Linked DNA regions of Hordeum vulgare: all the other regions are linked to region 1. Evidence: chromatin contacts called from public Hi-C data. All regions are on one chromosome and are shown on one strand. The core of a region is the stretch at or near the end of the contact, and the rest is flanking DNA. Distances in the headings are between cores, read along the strand shown.

Region 1 (4,318 bases), core at 1,250-3,749:
AGGTATAATTTATCGCATAACTGATAATAGATGGGTAAGTCTCATGCATTGTGTTTCTAAGAAATGAGGTATTACTGTTGTTCCTAATGATAAAAGTGAACTCATTCCACAAAGAGTTGTGACTAGCTATAGAATGGTAATTGATTTTAGAAAATTAAACAAAGCTACTAGAAAATATCATTATCCTTTACTTTTCATAGACCAAATGCTAGAAAGATTATCGAAGCACGCATATTTTTGCTTTCTAGATGGTTATTCTGTATTCTCTCAAATACCCGTGTCACAACCTCATCAAGAGAAAACCACCTTTACTTGTCCTTTGGAATCTATGCTTATAGACGTATGTCTTTTGGACTATGCAATGCCCGTGCTACCTTTCAAAGATGTATGACTCCTATATTCTCTGATTTTTGTGGAAAGATTGTTGAGGTTTTCATGGATGATTTTTTCGTTTACGAAACTTCTTTTGATGATTACTTAAGCAACATTGATCGAGTTTTGCATAGATGTGAGAAAACTAACCTTGTCTTGAGTTGGGAGAAGTGTCACTTTATGGTAAATGAAGGTATTGTCTTGGTCAAAAAAAATCTGAATGAGGTATTGAGGTGGATAAGGCTAAAGTTGATGCAATTGAGAAGATGTCATGTTCTAAAGATATTAAAAGTATCCATAGTTTTCTTGGTCATGTTAGTTTCTATAGAAGGTTTCTTAAAGACTCCTCTAAAATTTCTAGACCTCTTACTAATTTATTACAAAAGGATGTTCCTTTCATTGTTGATAACGACTATGTAACAATCATTTAAAGCATGACCATTTTTTCAATCATGAGAACAAAATTTTGAAAAGGAGAAAAAAATTGAAAAACCCCGAAAAAAATTTGAAGCACGATTTTTTTTTTGAATTTTGAGCACAAAATTTAAAATTAAGAACAATTTTGAAAAAACGTTAACAAATTTGGTAACACGAATAATTTATTTAGACACGAACATTTTTTTCAATCTTAAAAACAAAATTTTGAAAAGGAGAACAATTTTGAAAAAAAAAACCCAAACAAATTTGAAAGCACGAACATTTTTTGAATTTTGAGAAAAAAAATTGAAACCGAGAACAATTCTGAAAAATCGTGAACAAATATGGAAGCGTGAACTATTTTTTAAATCACGAACATTTGTTAAATGTTGAGAATAAAATTTGGAACTAATAACAAATTTGAAAAAACCCAAGCAAATTTGGAAGCACGGATAAATTTTTAAAGCACGAACATTTTTTGAACTTTGAGAATAAATTTTAAAACTGAGAACAATTTTGAAAAATCCGGAACAAATTTGAAAGTGCGAACAATTTTTTAATACACACACAGTTTTGAATCTTAAGAATTGGTTTTGAAACTGAAAACGAATTTGAATCTTAAAAACAAAATTTTAAACCTAGAACAATTTTTGGAAAATAAAGAACATTTTATTTATACCGAGAACATTTTTTGAAAATCAAAATATATTTTTTGAAATTCTGGAACATTTTTTAAAACAGAAATAGAAAGGAAAAAAATAGAAAAGAATAAGGAAAAATGAAAAAGAAAACAAAAACGGCTCAAAAAACTTTATAGAAGTTTCCCAAAACCGAAAAAGCGACTGAGAACATTCCCAAAACCGGGCTCTATAGCCCCGCTACCTGGGCCCACCCGATCACCCGCCAGCTTTGTGCGAAGGTTCGACACCGCTTCGCACAGAGAGGTTAATAGGGTTTTCCCTAGTCGGCGCCTTCAACGCCGATTAGCCAGCTTGTCGCCTGCACGTTTACAGTTCGGCCTGGTTTCAAGTCTGGCCCATTTCTGACTGTTTCGAGTTTGGCCTCTGCTAATTTTCTATTTCGTTCTACTGTTTATTACAAAAGTTCGTCAATTTAAAAAAAAAAGTTCATCGAATGGGAAAAGCTTCATTGGATTTGAAAAAATTCATAAAATTTGAGTTTTATATTCAATTAAATAAATTTTCATGAATTTTGACAAAAAACATCAAATTTAAAAAAGTTCAATAAATTTTAGAAAATTTATCGAATTTGAAAAACAATCATGAAAATTTGAAAAAGTTCATCAAATTTTAAAAATGTGCAATGAATTTGAAAAATGTTAATCAAATTTAATAAAAAGTTCATCAAATTTTAATAGAGTTCACTACATGTGATAGAAGTTTCTCTAAATTATTTAATAAAGACATTCATAAATTTGGAATAAAATACGAACTTTAAAAAAAAATCACGCATTAAAATAGAAGATAAAATGAAAAGGTAAAACCCGAATAAAACGGCCCGCAAATGATCAGCAAATCAGGTTAAAATGGCTTGGGAGGCTTATGAAAGCTTACTAAAATTGAAGGATTCCCGATACCGAAAAAACAAATAAAAATAAAAAACACATGTTTGTAACCGGTGGTCGTCAATATCGTAGTGGTGGGTGTCGCTTGTGCCCTTTTTTCAAACGTTTTAGCGAATAATATGGACAAGAGATGTCCGGCCCATCTATTACCAGTGGAGGCATGCGTTACGGTATCCGTTTGTGAATGGGTGCATAAGCGTCAGAGGAAATCTCTCACGTGTGCCGCTTTTGTTTTGTTCTCTACTATTTTTCCTTTCATATTTTCTGATTATGATTTATCTTTTCTATTTGTTTTAATTTATATTTTATCTATGGGTTTTTTTTATTTTTTACTTTTTAATTTTATTTTCCTAATTTTAGTACTTTACTATTAAATTTTTTAAAATATAAACATTTTACTTTCTTTGTTTTTAAATATAAAACCTTTTAGAAATTTAATTATTAAATACGGAGCAAAATGAGTGAATCTATATTCTAAAATATATCTATATACATTCGTATATAGCCCATAGTAAAATCTCTAAAAGATCTTATATGTAGGAACAGATAGAGATAGCATAGAGTCAATATTTTTCAAATACATATTGGAGATTTTTTAATATACAATGATTTTTCACATATAGTGATTTTTAAATATGTATTGAAAATTTATACGATGAACTTTTTTAATGTACTGAACTTCTTTTAAATTCCCTCCGTTCGAAAATACCTGTCGCGCAAATGGATACAAATGGATGTATCTAGAATTAAAATACATCTAGATACATCCATTCATATGACAAGTATTTTTGGACGGAGGGAGTATATACTAGAAAAAGGCCATTCCTTGCAACGGGATAACAAAATCATGGTTTTTAAATAATGTTTCAAATATTCACACTCTATGTGTATACATGTACTTGAATATTTGTGTACCAAGCGACGAGCATGCGGATGTAAGACATGTGCCTTCTAAGATTCTAATATGTTCATATTGGATCGATGTTGGACTTAATCCTGGATGCGTGTATTTTTTCTTCTTTTTGAGTACATCATCGGTGCGTGCATGAGAATAGTACGGAGGAACGCTCGTCTTTTTTGATTTTATTGTTGGTCAGGTGGGTAATTACTTTGACTTTAGGGTAACTTTTGATGACGGACGAAATATTCAGAGAAAAATAAATAACAAATGGTTGTTTCCACTTACGGGTGGGGGGGGGGGGTGGTTAACCTATTTCACTTTCAGGGACAGTTTCATTGATAACAGAAAAATCATAAAAACAATTAATGAAGAGTTTTTTTCACTTGTGGGTGGCATGATGAATAATTTCCTTCAACTTTATGGATAGCTTATTATTATTATTATTATTATTATTATTATTATGTATAGATAGTGATTTTCTAATGTGTACTGAAGTTTATTCACATACCATGAATAAAATTTTATATTATACTTTCTCTGTCTGAAAATACTTCTTATAAGAATGGATGTATTTAGATGTATTTTAATTTTAGATACATCCTTTTTTATCCATGTGTGACAAGTAATTCCAGACGGATGGAGTATACAGACTCGAGTTTTTCCAAAACACATAGTGACAATTGTTTTCTAATATATTTTTCTAAATATGTTCTAATTATTTATGTTTCAGCTGTCATCCTTCGTGAAAGTGTTGTACATGTTCAATATTTGATGTCCACTGGTTTTCTCGGGCATATGGAGTATGCACCCATTCACAAACGGATCCCGTTTGTGAATGGGTGTTACATCAAGCACCCGGTCTTTCGCTGCACGGACGAAGTTCATGGCTAGTGTGGTTCGGTCTGGAGTTTGCACGAGTTCTTCACAAACTATTTGTCGTCTCTGCCACCATATGTAACAACACGAAGCAACAATAACTTTCTACATATTAATTGGATCCATGTCGAGGGAGGGGCGGTGATAGTTACTCTCACACAGAAAGA
Region 2 (4,318 bases), core at 956-3,455, 380 kb after region 1:
AACAAATATTGCACATATTTTGTTTTTTCGTGAAGCACAATTGTGCTTCTTGTGGAAGCAATTCCACGAGAAGGAAATGTATGTTTCTCGTGGAAGTACAAATAATTCCTACCTTTTCAAGAAGGAAGGTTGTGCTTCTCGTGAAAGGTTTTTTTTTTGAAAACAACAGTTGTGAATTGCAAAAAAATATCTTCAAAACATAGGAAACACATGCAAAACCAAAAAGCCCGGAAAAGAAAAATAAAACATCTAAAACCCCAAAACATGCTTAGATTTTGTTTTTAAAAAGACATCCATCAGGAGTGCCGAGCACGCTACATGTGGCACAGGATGGGCGTACCACTTGATGCACTCGCATGCCAAGAAAGTGATCCTTGGAGGGCTCCCGCAAAGGGTAATCCTTGGATAGTTGCTTCCGAAGAAGTGCATAGGAAGGGGTTGATTGAGGGAGCTCCTCTTTCTTTGACGCTTCTCAATGCTGAAAAGTGAGGAAACAAGCGATGCTTAAAATGATAACAACCATTTTTTTTCTTGTTACTCTTTTTGGCAGTTTTCCTTTGTTTTTAGGCATTATTTTTGTTCAGTGTTGATAAATGAAGAATATTTTTTCACAATTGAAAGTTTTTTCAAAAAAGCATACATTTTTTTAAATGGTGTGCACATTGTTTGAATTTTTTGAACATATGTGAATTTTTTGAAGATCATTAAAGATCGTAAGCAATTTTAAACTTTGAGAATTTTCTAAAATAAAATAAAATATACAAACATTTTTGGATCCTTCCATAAGAGACAATATATGAAAAATCACAAGAGCCAAAAAACTGAAATAAACCGAGGATCCAAGGGACATAACCTGGCCAAATGGGCTGACTGACCCGTTAAGTTGTTGTATCAGTTGGCTTTGTGCTATTGGGTGCCGATATGACTCGTCATGAATTTGAGAAGGAGTTTCATACAAATTGGAAAAGGTTCGTGGAAATGAAAAAGGTTCATCGATGTTAAAAAAGGATCATCGGTTTTTAAAAGAGTTCTTCATATTTGAAAAACTAAGTTCATCAAATTTAAAAATACTTCATAAATTTAGGAAAAAGTCCATCTACTCTTAAAAAAGTTGACCGAATTTTCAAAATGTTCACGAATTTTGAAAAAAGTCCATAAGATTTGAAAAACGTTCATCGGATTTGGAAAAAGTTCATCTAATTGAAAAAACTTCTTCGGGTTTGAAAAAAGTTCATCAATTTTTTTAAAGTCCATCAATTTAAAAAAGTAGTTCACAAAAATTGAAAAGTGTTCACAATTTTTTTTAAAACAGTCCATCAATTTTAAAAAAAGTTTATCATATTTGAAATAGTTCATTAAATTTGAAAAAGGTTCATAGATTTTGAAAATTAGTTCATCAATTTAAAAAAAAGTTCACAAAACTGAAAAAAGTTCTTCAATTTTATAAAATAGTTCATCCAATTTGAAAAAAGTTCATTCAATTTGAAAAAGGTTCATAGAATTAGAAAAAAAGTTCATCATATTTGAGAAAATTTCATCATAATTAGAAATAGTTCATCAGATCCAAAACAAATTCATCGATTTTGAAACAAGTTCAGCGGATACGAAAAAAATTCATCAATTTTGAAAAAAGTTCAGCGGGTTTGGAAAATAGGTTCATGGGATCCCAAAAAATTTCATCGATTTTGAAAAAAGTTCAGCAGATTTGGAAAATAGTTTCATTGATTTGAAAACAGTTCATAAAATAATGGAAAAAATATAACAGATTTTAAATAAAAATTAAATAGTTTTTTTAAAGTTCTTCAAATTGAAAAAACTTCATTGAATTTGAAACTTTTCAAAGATTTGAAGAAAAGGTTCACGTATTTGCAAGATAGATTATTGACCCAGTAAGAAGAAAAAAGGAAAAATAGAAAAGAAAAGGGAAAAGGCCAAACAAAACAAGTGAAAGAAAGAGAGAATGGAAGGGATAGAATAAAGGAAAGGAAGGGTTCGAATGATCGTCATCTTGTTGCTTGGCCTGGTGGTTTCCACAAGTGTGTAAAGAAGGAGGTCTTTGGTTTGAAACTCAACGGCGCGTGATTATTTTTGCGTATTAAAAATATAGAAGAATAACCACTCAAACAACTATATGGGCCGGTCCAGTGCACGATGCGCAAGGCGCCTGTTACCAAAAATACACATTAACGGGCGCCTGCAGCGCCAAATAGGATTTGCCCGATATGTCTCATCTAAAGCAAGACGACAGGAAGTCTCGCTAAAGGCAAGCTCCATAATGACCTGGCCCATCCTGCCGTTGTCCACATGACATATTCTCTTCTCTTTTTACGTATTATGTATTCGTTTTTCTTTACTTTATTTATATATTTGGATATTCCATATTCCATAAAATACTTTACGTAAAATATTTTAAAAAATGTTAATCATGCGTTCAAAAATTGCTTAATGTGTATCAAAAATTATTTCTCATGTATACAAAAATTATACAATGTGAAATGTATATAGAAAAATTGTAGACCCTGTATTTGAAGATATCAATACCAACATTTAAAAAAAGTTGAAGAAGTGTTAAAAATAAACTAGTATTTGAATTTTTTCAATGTGAATAAGAAAAAGTTTACTATGTTTTAAAAAGTTGTTAAACCTGTATTTGAAAAATGTTAAACGTGTATATAAAAATGTTGAACATGTATTAAATTGTTAAACTTCTTGCTTAAAAATGTTAAATATTTATACAAAAATGTTTTCCATGTACTCAGAAAAGTTAAACTTGTATTTGGAAAATGCAAAATCTGTATAGAAACAAATACTGACAATGTATTCAAAAAATGTTAAACTTTTCTTTGAATTTTTTTAAATGTGTATCAAAAAATTGTTATACTTTTACTTTAAAAAGGTTAAATGTGTAAAATAAAAGTTAAAAATGTATTAAAAATGTTAAACTTCTCTTTGATAAAAAGTTAATTGTGTATATAAGAAATATTGACCCTATATTAAAAAATGTTAAACTTTTATTTGAAAATGCTAGTTAAGCATTTGAAAACAATGTTAAAATTGTATAGAAAAGAAATGTTGACCATGTAATATTTTTTTTATTTGATATATGTAAAATGGTAACCAAGCATTTTAAAAATGTTAAATATGTGTTAAGAAAATGTTGATTGCCATTAAACTTGTATTTGAAAAATATTAAATATTACTGAAAAAATGGATTTGATATACCAAAAGTGTGTATAGAAAACACTGAAACCGAGAGAGGAAACAAAGTAAAATCGATTATAAATAAAAAAAGAAGCAAACAAAACCGAGGAAAAATGAAGAAAAGAAAAAAGCTAGTGAAAACAGCGAAAGAAACAAAGAAAAATTGAAAACATGATAGAAAGATTTTTTTTATAAAAACAGAAAAGACATGAAGAAAAAAACAAACTTGAAAAACCCCAGGGAAAACCAATAGAAAACTGCCTTATTTCCTGTAACGAGATTGCGCCCTTGTAGCAAAATACAAACCTGCTAGGTGACGCAGTGGTTAATTTGTTACTCCCTCTATCAACTAATGTACAATTGTTTAGATCACTAGAGTGGTGATCTAAACACTCTTATATAGTTGACAGAGGAAGTACATTGTAACTGTCGATCATGGGATAGAATCCTGCTCATGCCATTTTTGTAGTTTTGTAACTGTGCTATAGTGGGTCAGGGTAATTACTATAGATGCTTCACCGAGAGGAGCTTCCATCTTGCTTAATGGGAGATATAGTTCTCGCGGTGCCATTGGCCAAGATTACTTCGCACAAAGCAATAGGGGGATTCATCGACGAGGGGCCTCCTATTTGACTTGTTCCCTTCTATTTGACGCATTCTGCTTCAATTTGTCATCAAATCACACATAGGGATGGGACATGGGCTGGACAACGGGGGCATGCATGGAGCACTCCTGTCTAGTGATTTTTCTTTTGTTTTTCTCTTTGGTTTTCAAATTGTTTTCCTATGGAACTATTTGCTAATATAGATTTATTTTAAATTATCATTTTTAATGCGGATCTTTTTGAAACTTTGAGAACTATTTTGTGAAAATTGTGAGAAAAATAAAACATTATTTGAAACTGTCTTGAAGTATTTATATAAAATCTGAACTTCTTTTTCAAACATGAATATTTTCAGAATCTTGACATTTCTTTGAATAGTCTTAAACATCAAGAAGAACTTTTGAAAGTCTGAACAGTTTTTTAAAAGGAACACTTTGTTAAAATCATGATTATTTTCTAAAATTTAAAAAATAAAACAATATGAAAAATATATAACGAAACACAATTGGAGC
Region 3 (4,318 bases), core at 794-3,293, 360 kb after region 1:
GCGGTGGTCTCCGCGAGCAGCTGTCGGCGAGCCATTTCCAACTCAGCCGTGGCTATGGATGGGTAGCCATTGGTGCGATGATGGTGCTCAACCCCTGAAGTGTGGAGCGGAGAGGATCGGAGAGGCTAGGGCGAGCCGCGGTGGCGGTCGCACGTGCCTGGCTCTGGCACGAGCCGCGGCGACGGCTGGGTCCGCTTGTGCCCTAGCGCGACCGGAGCTCGTGGTGGAGCCAGTGACCATCACCTCCGTGAGGATGCGAAGGTCACAGGCACCGCTCGAGACGGTTGCTCCCGGAATGATGGCGGGTCGGTGCAGTCCAACACTTCGCTGGGGTACTCGTCGAACGCACGCACGTCGTCGAGCCGCAGCTTGCTGAAGAGCTCGCAGAGGTCGTAGATGTCGGGCGAGGTGTGGCTAGGGGACGACTCGTCGGGAGAAGCGACGGCGAGGCCTACAGAGCAGGCGGAGATGGGGCTCAATGCCGCGGAAGCTTCCACGAGGGTAAGCTCCACGGGCGTGGTGATCAGTCCGGACGCGATGCATCCGACGGAGTTGGTGAGGGGTTCCGCCTGAAGCGTGACTCCGATCGGCGCTGCGGACGGCCCCATAATGGGCGCCAACTGTCGTCGTTTTCTCACGAGAGATACCATGGGGTGGCTAATCGTACGTGGTTGGGACCGTAAGAACGCTGACGGGCTCCGCAAATTGGATTGGGGACAAGCGGTGCGAGACACTCGATGTACCCAGCTTCGGGCCCTCCTTGAAAGGTAACACCCCTAGTCCTGCTTGTGTTGTTTGATAAACTGGATGAGGCTACCATATGCTCCTTGAGCTGTATGATGGAGGAACAAGAAGGAGTTGGGGGCTCTCTTTGCCTCTCGTGTGTGGTGTAAGTATGTGATCGGCCGACCCCCTGCATGGGATGGTATCAGGGGGTTTTATATGCCAGCTCATTGCTTACAATAAGTATAAAGGGTATCAGGTGGGACCCGGCTGGCAGCCTCTCGAGCTGGCCACGGGGCCCACCGGTTGGAGAAGTCTTGTCGCAAGTAGGGGCCCGTCGGCTGCTGGGTCCTGCCAGGAGCCGGGGCCCACCGGACACGCGTCGCCATTGGTGCGTGCTTCTTAAGCAGGGGTGTGCGCCGCATTCTGTGCGTTGTCTTGTGTAGCCGGCTTTGGTCAGTGATACGGTCGGCTGCACTGTTACCACGTCGTGCCGACTTCGTTGTAGTCATGTCTTTGATGATGATGCCCATGGCGCGGTTTGTCAGGGTGATGTGTTGGGGGCTGACCCGCCGGCTGGTGGGATGTAGTCGAGCCGGATGGAGAGCGGTCTTACCTAGCCGGCTCGACCGTGTAGCCGGCCATGAGCAACCGGTCCTTCATGAAAAAGCGGTCGTCGTGTATATGATTTTCAAAGGGGAACGGAGAAAGGCTTGCTTTTGACCTATCCGGGGTTATCCCGTCAACAATTAATCAAACAGTTTTTTTATATAAATGAGATAAGGCAAAAAATTTGTCTTCATTTAAAAAAAATAACGAATTTTCTCCAAGGAAAAAAAGGAGAGGTGACAGCATTCTCTCCCCAACCGCCCTCGCCACCGCGATCTGCACGAAGAAGCCCCCGGCCCACCGCCAAAAGCCATTCCATTCGCTTCGGTCGGGCGACGTCGGTGGAAGGGACAGATGGTTGACAATATACAGCCAGTGACCGCCGAGTGGCGAGCCTGCCGGCCGGGCACTGGTATCCTGTATCCGTCGGCGCCACTTAGCTCGTCTCACCCGCACTATGCGCCACTCGTTGGCCTGTCGGCGCAAATGCAGTGCATCGGAGCTTTGCTCTCACGAGAGACATGTTCCTTGTGCCGAATTCCGCACGACACGCGGAGCCGGCGGTAGGAAGCTGGAATTTTGCGTCCGCGGCGGCATGGCCGCCCGTCGCGTGGGAAATGATTCAGATGTTGCGCAAGGATAAACGCTGTTGCCTGGTCGGGGCCGGAACAGCGGCGGCCCGTGTCTAGATCGCGGCGCGCGGGGCGGGTGCTCTGCTCGGCAGTGGGTGTCACTGTTGACAGGTGCTCGGCGTCGCTCTCCTCTTTGTCACCGGACGTCGCCCTCTTTTTGATCCCATATGGAAGCAAAGGTACTGCTAATTTAGTGATGATTGGTGACAGAGTTACCCGTATACATCAGCTGTTTAACAGTACATAGTTAGCCATCTCAGTCTCGTGTTGCACATTTCTGATCATAGGAACGACAATGCTGACACTTGATACACAGGTAATGATGTACTAGTAGAATACTGATTGCATCTCTGCTGGCTTGTGCATAGCTACATCCATGCCATGCCAACTGTTAGTTATGACTTTGACACACTGTCCATCAACACATGCAGACTGGGATTCCTACTATGAATTGTACTCCTGGCACTGTACATGTAGCATCTGACAGATACACCGCCCATTACAGGCTCTCAGCATAACAAGGCGAGTGTAATACCCATTTTAAGCATAGTCACTAGTACTCTGATCAGCCGACTAAGTAGGCCCACAACATCGACCATTCTGATGCATGACTGATGAAATTAGGGCTAGCTGGTACATGCTCGCTAAACGATCAATAACTTATGAATTATTTGCATGTAAATAAGTGAATTAGTTATTCACATTACCTTTATAGATTCTTTATATGATGAACCCTTCGTAGCTACAACGATTACGATGGACCATTAGAAACTTTATCCCCAAGGAAGTCGTTAAAAAGTATGTTCACAAAGGAACATGCCATCATGTACCTCCGGCATCGAACACGGTATGCATGACACGTCGCGGGAGGAGACTCGTCGAAAGCGTGATATACAGGACACATCGGTGAAATCTTTTTTTTTTTTGACCCTAAACCCACACATCTGGAAGGGAACCTGTAAGGTGCGCGTAATAAGAAGAACAACGAAGAAAACGAGAAAGAACAAAACTAGGCTAGTGAAGGAAAGGTAAAAGATAAAAATGATAGATTGATTGATCGATTATCTGTTGTTCAAACCCCACATATATGAGGCAGTGGACTTCCCGTACAAGACTCCACGTCCCGTTTAGATCTTTGAAAATTACACGTAGACAACAATTATGTTTTGGGACCCACATGTCATATATGACCTCGAAACGAGATGACCCCAATAGCAAAATTGACACAAGATGAATAAAAAAACATTAGGGAAATGCTTCTGGCCGATGCGCCGGCCGAACCGTTCGGCCGGCCGGACGCGACCGCGCGGGCGTCCGCTGACTTGGCATGCAATTTTTTTCGTCTAAAATAATCGGTGTCATATTTGCTACGAGCGTTTTGTTTTGCTACATATGTCCGCTAAAAAAGCTGCATCCACGGTTGGTTGCAACTCCAGTTTGTCGGATTTTTCGTTACAATCGTTGTTTTTTACTTTTGCTACAACCGTGTTAATTTTTGCTACAACCGACATCATTTTTTGCTGCAATCGTTCACTCAAAAGTTGCATCCATGTCACGTAGATATTTGCTACAACCGGTGTTTGACTTTTGCTATCACGCACCATCAGCTTCGTTTTTCTATACGATCACATAGATATTTTTTTTGCTATATTTTTTGTTTTTTGTTGCAATCATTGAAAAAATTGCTGCATCACGCCGAAATTTGCTGCATCGGAGGAAAAAATATTGCATGGAGTTTCAATGGTGCGGACGATGCGGGGTTGGTGGATCGTGCGGCCGGGGCGCCGGCGCAGATCAGTCCCCAAAACCTCATGTTGAATTTTTTTCATTAGAGGTTGTCACTCAAAACAATGATGACTAGCTTCATGCATCAGACATGGGTATCCCAACGTCACTTTTTACTCGTGGCCGGGTCACTTTGAGATGCATGAATTATATTGCAAAATTATAACCTCTAATGCAAAATTATTTCAATATTATTTCAAGATTGAGATGCATGAATTATTTCAAAATTATTTCAAGATTGAGATAATTCAAATATCAAAATTATTTGCCTAAACAAGATGATGATTTTCAATATAGAACACTTCATCATCCAAAATGTTCCACGAGCAAAAACTTTCAGCACCTGGAACACTATTTTGGCCATCAAGTTAAACTCGGATGGATATGTCCCAAACATTAAAGTTTATTCGTTTTGATCATACAAGATTTTTCATGTTGCTCATTTCATTCTAGCCATGTTAATTGTATTTTCGTCCTTGCCATGATCTGATGTTAACACGTGCATCTCTAAAATTGTTATAATTTTTACGTTCATTTTCCGTTTTGGACCATCCACATATATCTTGATC

What was found. Hi-C and Micro-C count contacts between places; a contact is called where the count stands out from the background.
Region 2: a contact with region 1 is called in a Hi-C map of an unstated tissue, with 10 times the contacts expected there. The contact joins two enhancer-like sites. A contact is called at or near these places in 2 of 6 Hi-C or Micro-C datasets (seedling and an unstated tissue).
Region 3: a Hi-C map of leaf shows a contact between it and region 1, with 4 times the contacts expected there. The contact joins two enhancer-like sites. A contact is called at or near these places in 2 of 6 Hi-C or Micro-C datasets (leaf and seedling).

What each region holds. Positions count from the first base shown.
Region 1 is chr6H:434,852,967-434,857,284 of MorexV3_pseudomolecules_assembly, reverse strand. No RefSeq gene overlaps it. Among protein-coding and RNA genes, the nearest start is that of LOC123403066, 140 kb to the right of the region's middle. Within about 2 kb of position 2,499, at least 2 of the 3 cell types and tissues checked have open chromatin away from gene starts, as enhancers often do. A contact at or near this core is called in leaf, where this site is marked.
Region 2 is chr6H:434,477,433-434,481,750 of MorexV3_pseudomolecules_assembly, reverse strand. No RefSeq gene overlaps it. Among protein-coding and RNA genes, the nearest start is that of LOC123402395, 100 kb to the right of the region's middle. Within about 2 kb of position 2,205, at least 2 of the 3 cell types and tissues checked have open chromatin away from gene starts, as enhancers often do.
Region 3 is chr6H:434,493,751-434,498,068 of MorexV3_pseudomolecules_assembly, reverse strand. No RefSeq gene overlaps it. Among protein-coding and RNA genes, the nearest start is that of LOC123402395, 120 kb to the right of the region's middle. Within about 2 kb of position 2,043, at least 3 of the 3 cell types and tissues checked have open chromatin away from gene starts, as enhancers often do. A contact at or near this core is called in leaf, where this site is marked.